2 separate regions of the Rattus norvegicus genome follow, and region 2 is linked to region 1. The links are chromatin contacts, called in public Hi-C maps. All regions are on one chromosome and are shown on one strand. Each heading gives the region's core, a stretch centred on a gene start, on an enhancer-like site or on the middle of the called end of the contact. The rest is flanking DNA. Distances are from core to core; before and after follow the strand shown.

What was found. Hi-C and Micro-C count contacts between places; a contact is called where the count stands out from the background.
Region 2: a Hi-C map of liver shows a contact between it and region 1, with 4 times the contacts expected there. The contact joins the enhancer-like site here to the promoter of Ppp1r3c in region 1. A contact is called at or near these places in 4 of 12 Hi-C or Micro-C datasets (kidney, liver and psoas muscle).

Annotation. Positions count from the first base shown.
Region 1 is chr1:243,877,153-243,879,928 of GRCr8, reverse strand. Ppp1r3c (protein phosphatase 1, regulatory subunit 3C) reads left to right here and starts at 1,402. Exons shown (of 2, transcript NM_001012072.1): 1 at 1,402-1,503. The coding sequence starts at 1,490.
Region 2 is chr1:243,915,520-243,918,295 of GRCr8, reverse strand. No RefSeq gene overlaps it. Among named protein-coding and RNA genes, the nearest start is that of Ppp1r3c, 38 kb to the right of the region's middle. Within about 2 kb of position 1,350, at least 4 of the 93 cell types and tissues checked have an H3K27ac peak or open chromatin away from gene starts, as enhancers often do. A contact at or near this core is called in liver, where this site is marked.

The sequences.
Region 1 (2,776 bases), core at 153-2,652:
GCCAGGAACTGTCCTCTGAGCCGCAGAAAGCAGCAAGGCATTCCTAACGTCTGAGCCGCCGCGTCTCCACCCCATTGCATGGACTGCTTTTTCTTTACTGCAACAATTCTAGTGTTTGACAGTTAAATGGCAGAGGAAATTTTTGCACGTTTTGATTGGCTTCTGGGTAACCGAGCAGAGCTAGGCCATGGGCTTGTAAAAATAATCTGTACACATAACGCATATATTAACAATTAGAAAAAAAGAGAGGCCATGAATTTGAAAGAGAACCAGGAACATACATAGGAATGTTTAGAGGAAGAAAAGGGAAGGGGGAAATGATGTAATTATATTAAAATCTCAAAACAAAAACAGAGCAAAAGAAGAAGACATTTGCGTTTGACTAATTTTATAGCCCCCTCCACCCCCACCCCCAGGGTTTCTCAGTGTAATCCCTGGAACTCACTCTGTAGACCAGGCTGGCTTTGAACTCACAGAGATCTGCCAGACTCTGCCTCCGGAATGCTGGGTGTGCTCCATCACAGCCGGTCGGACTTCATAGTTTTTAATGGTACAACAGATATGGTCCCTTCAAGCTCCAAAAGAAAAGAAGGAAATCTCAGAGAAAGCGTGAGATGAACTGTGACTTTGAACTCTGCCTAGGGAAGTCAGAACTCTGTCTAGGGATCTGGGCTATCTGCTGTGTCTGGTGACAAAGAGCAAGGACAGTAACTTCGTGTTGGCCTATAGTTCTCTCTTCCAAGGAGAAAGCTGAATAGATCAGCATAGTGTCGGTTTGCTTATTTAGATGCAGAGTCTTGCTAAGCTGTACAGGCTGGCTCTCTGCCTCTGTCTTCAGAGGGAAGAGAACACTGGGCCACTTCGTTTCACCGGCTCATGTGTTTTCTTAACATTTGGGTGGTTCTGAGGCTTTATTTGTGTAGGAAGAAGAGCCAGCCAACTTTTTTTTTTTTTTTTTTTTTTTTTGCTTGGGCCAAGGGTGCTTGGATACACAACGCAAGGAGCACCACAAGCATTTCAAAATTCACAGACAAGGGGTGGAGCCACAACTTTCTGAGCTCAGATTCAACTCTGCACAGACCCACGCGTTTCCATAGAAGACCCCGCCAGGCTCGCATAAGCTGCAGAAGGCCAGCTGCGAGCCGTGAGCTACGTGCTGCACGCCAGGTTCCAGGAACACGCCTGGGTCCCGCTGGCCCAGGGCTCCCGGACACTGCGGCCGCCTTCCAGCACGCTCTGGTCACATCCAGCCCCGCGGTGATCACGTTCCAGGGACAGGGGCTCGTGCCCCAGCTGCGCAGCGGTTGGCCGGGGAATCGGGCCTCTGATTGGTCCGAGGGACCAGCTCACGTGATCGGGCTCTGATAAGCTGCCTCCCCGCTTGCCTGCGGTCAGTCGGCGGGCTTGACCGCGGCGCTGCATCCGCTAAGTGCGTGGTGCGAAGCTGCGCTGGGTGCGGTTGTCGCGGTCGCCACTGCCTCTCGGTCCAATGAGCTGCACCAGGTACGTGCAACTCCGCGCCCTATTGGAGGGGAACCCGAAGCTGCGGGGACTTTGGGGGCTTCTGTGGTTTTGCCTTCTCTGCAGATGGGAGACTCCCAGGTTGATGGCTGAGTTTAATTGTCCCGGAGGCCTTGAAGGGATGGACTTAGAGTTGTATTTCTTAGTGCCTGTTTTGGGAAATCTACATCTCAAAGCAGAAACTGCCTTAGTGAGTCAGCTTTAGCTGCGATTCCCTTTGCTGAAGTGACTGTTGCCTTTGAGCTCAAAGATCCAAGCACTTGGGGGGCAGCTTAGTTTGCACCCATGTATTGCGGTGGGGTAGTTTAGTCTGCAGCAAAAGTTCCAGGAGGATTTGCATTTCTTTTCCCATTTTCCTTATCCTGGCTTGCCATAGAATATTCAGTCTTAGAGTTTGAGAAAACTATTATTTTTAACTCTTGGCTGGGACTAAGAATTCCAGGGAACTAGCCCAATACTAAAACTCTCTATAAATGCAGAAGTGAAAAAGAAAAACGACAGCCCAACCAATAAAAACGAACAACAGCTCCATCAACCAGGTAACCAAGACCATCTCATGAAATTTCGTTGCTTCTCCAGTCTTGACTTAGTCCAAGAATTCTCTCTCCCCAAATCCTGCCTGTTAACGTTGTGAGACAGATACATCTTGAGTTTTTGTTGCTGGAAGTTTGTGATCCTCTCAGAAAAACCCTAGGGCTATTAAAATGAGTCTGTGTACATTCTTTACTGGGCTTTTGTGATGGTGACCATTTATAGGGTGCTCTGCTTAGTGGTGGTATGAAGAGAATTCTTCCAGCCAGACTCTATATGTGATCAAAGTATGTTATAGTCATATATGAACTGTCAAAGAATAAACAATTAATAGTCAGGCTGCAAAAATGGCACCTACTGTATTTCATGTTCTTTGACTTATAAGGCGGAAATCGGAGAGGAAAATCTTAATTCCGTAAGTGTGGAAATAGAGTGTGGTTCAAGGGAAAGAAAGGCCAGGAAAAGTCTTGGTGGATGATTCTTGGTTGGATGGGCACTGTTGTAACTGCCTTTCTGCTTGTAAATACCAGTTACCCAACAATAGGAAACACCATAGCAGCCCAAACCGGTAGGTACTGTAATTCCACCAGGCCAAGGTAATGGACATCTTAGTCTTCTCCCTGTAGGATTTCAGTATTTATAAATTCATATATCTACAGTGTATTTTAAAACAGTTCAATGTCAGGTTATCAGTTCTTAAAACTACACTTTATTTTGTATCTAT
Region 2 (2,776 bases), core at 101-2,600, 38 kb before region 1:
CTGTGTGGGTGCTGGAAGCTGAATCTGGGTCCTTTGCTCTTGCCTGCTAAGCCATGTCAGCCCTACCTGGAGAATCTGTGTCGTAGAGGTATTACTTGACAACATAAGAACAAGATAATTTATTTCCCGTTCATGGCTGGCCATTGTTGAATTAGTTGGACTATAGCCCCTTCTGTCTGTCTGTCTGTCTGTCTGTCTGTCTGTCTGCCCGTCTGTCTGTCTGTCTATCTTATTCATTCCATAAGCTCTATGACTCTAGAGGACACTGAAGAGGAGACTTAAGTGTTCTTTGAAAAGTCAGTTGTGTGGGATGGTGTTTTGCTGTGACAAACACTGTGAAGGAGTGTTTTCCTGAAGCAGACAGGTGAAAGGACGTTCTGCTAAAGCAAGCACGTGAAAGGACACGTGGTGAAGGATTCTTCGCTAACCACATGTATTGTCCCTCGCGCGACCTCACCAGCAAGAAAACACGCGGGGACATAGGAATCCTAGCTGCGACCAAACTTCATTAATATCTTTTTTTTTTTTTTTTTTTTGGTTCTTTTTTTCGGAGCTGGGGACTGAACCCAGGGCCTTACGCTTCCTAGGCAAGCACTTTACCACTGAGCTAAATCCCCAACCCCACTTTATTAATATCTTAAGGAGAAGCCCCCGCGCGCCCGCATGGCGCGGCTATATACACCCTAGCGCGGCGCATCCACACCTGATTGGTCGCTTACCCATGATCTCATAAGGCATGCCCTGGAATGGGCAAAGACCTGGCACGAAGGCACTCTTGCACATGCGCACACAGTTAACTTCCTGAAAGGAAGTCGGCTGGTGCGGCGGAGGCCAGCGCCATCTTGTAATGGCGGAGGCTATCCTGGCCTTCCATGTGGGGCGCAGTGGAAGCCAGCGCCATCTAGTGGTGGCGAGTGTTATTGCGGCCCTCTACAGTGTATACATTGGTCCACCTTACATTGTGTAGTTGAGCTCCTTTTGTTGGGATGCCATAGAAAGAAATGCACCAAAGACTTCTGGGGGTGTGCTACCTCCACCCCCAACCCTTCATCCTCCACTGCTTCTGAGGACTCAGGCCAATTGGCAGAGTGATGTCAGCTGATACAGATTTACATGGAGTTTTGCTAAGACAGACTCAGGTGCTGAGGCAAGACCCATGGAGGACATGTGATGTTTGGAGGGAGTGTAAATAAGACTCCACGGATTCTGAGAGGGGCTTGCTGGAAGAGCTAGTTCTGCAGTGCTGCTTGGTCTTGAGTCTTCACTGAGAGAGGCAGGGCAAAGCACTCCAGATATCCCTGCTGGTCCTGATCCCTCCTGCTGCCTCGTGCCGACTTGGCTGAGGCCTGGCTGCTCCTGCTAAGTCATGCCACCGCTGCTGCTGTCCAACTCTACTGAACTGGACTGCTGGTGTATCCATGAAGTGCTTGTGAGTGGATCGAGCTGCCATTGCCGACCTGTGAACTGAACTGCTCATTTCCTGACAATGCAGATGAGATTTGCTCCAAAGAATCATTTCTAAACAGGTCCACTACCCCCCATCCTTTTTTCCCCACGACCTCTGGTGGATGATGGGCTAGAAAGGAGGTTAAAGCATTTAAGAACCATCATTAAAAGGAGACTTTGAGGGGCTGGGGATTTAGCTCAGTGGTAGAGCACTTACCTAGGAAGCGCAAGGCCCTGGGTTCGGTCCCCAGCTCCGAAAAAAAGAACCAAAAAAAAAAAAAAAAAAAAAAAGGAGACTTTGAAACTGTAAGCAATAGGATTTATACGGACAATGCTGAATCATGGTTGTGTTTGCTGAAAGGAGGATGGTGGTGGGTTGGCTGACATCTGGGGCCTGCCTACATCTGGGGCTGTGTTCCTACACCACCCGGCTTGTCCTTAGCCCAGCTCTCTTGGCTTCACTAAGTCAACATAGCTTTGTTCTGATTGGCTGACTGCAGATGGTAGCTCCTCAAACTCCCTGTGTACAGTAAAAACTTGTCCTGAGGCTCCCACAGCATCAGTCCGTGGCGTGACCTGGTTTATCGGCCACACTGTACTCCAGCGAGGAACTGCAGGCTCGTGGGTATTGGTTGCTACCATTCTGAGTGGATTTATCTCCACTTTCACAGTTCCTACCATGATGCCTTCCCCAGGAAAGTTAGAAAGTACAATTTTATATTTTTCTCAGTATTGTTTGTTCCTGTCAACATTTCCACACATGTGTATTATCTATTTTGAGAATACCCACCCCTCAGTTACCCTCAATTCTCTCCTCTCTCACCCTGTTTCTTTTTGGTCTCTTCCTCTCCCCTAGATAGTTTACTATCTTTTTTTCATGACTTAAAAAAAACAAAAACAAAACCAAACCCCAAACCAGCTAGATTCTCCGTGTGAAAGAACGCACGCTGTTGTGTGTCTCTGGGTCTGCGTGTTCTGCTTACCATGGTGATCTTCCAGCTCTGCCTATCTCCTGCAAATCACACAGTTTCGTTTCTCTGCACGGCGGAATTGTGCTCCACGACCTTACATTCTGTGCGTTCTTTAACTGTTTAAGTGTTGATAGACACTTGAGCTGATTCCACGGCTGACCAATGAGACAGAGCCACGGAACAATGCAAAGAAGTACACAATGACTTCTGCCTTTCATCCTCTCGGATATATATCCAGCCGGATCATACAGTAATTGCAGTTTTAGTATTTTGAGGAACCTCCACACTGGTTTTCACAGTGGCTAGACTAAGGTATATTCCCACAGTAGGTAGGCTTTGAGCAAAATAAACCCTCTGTC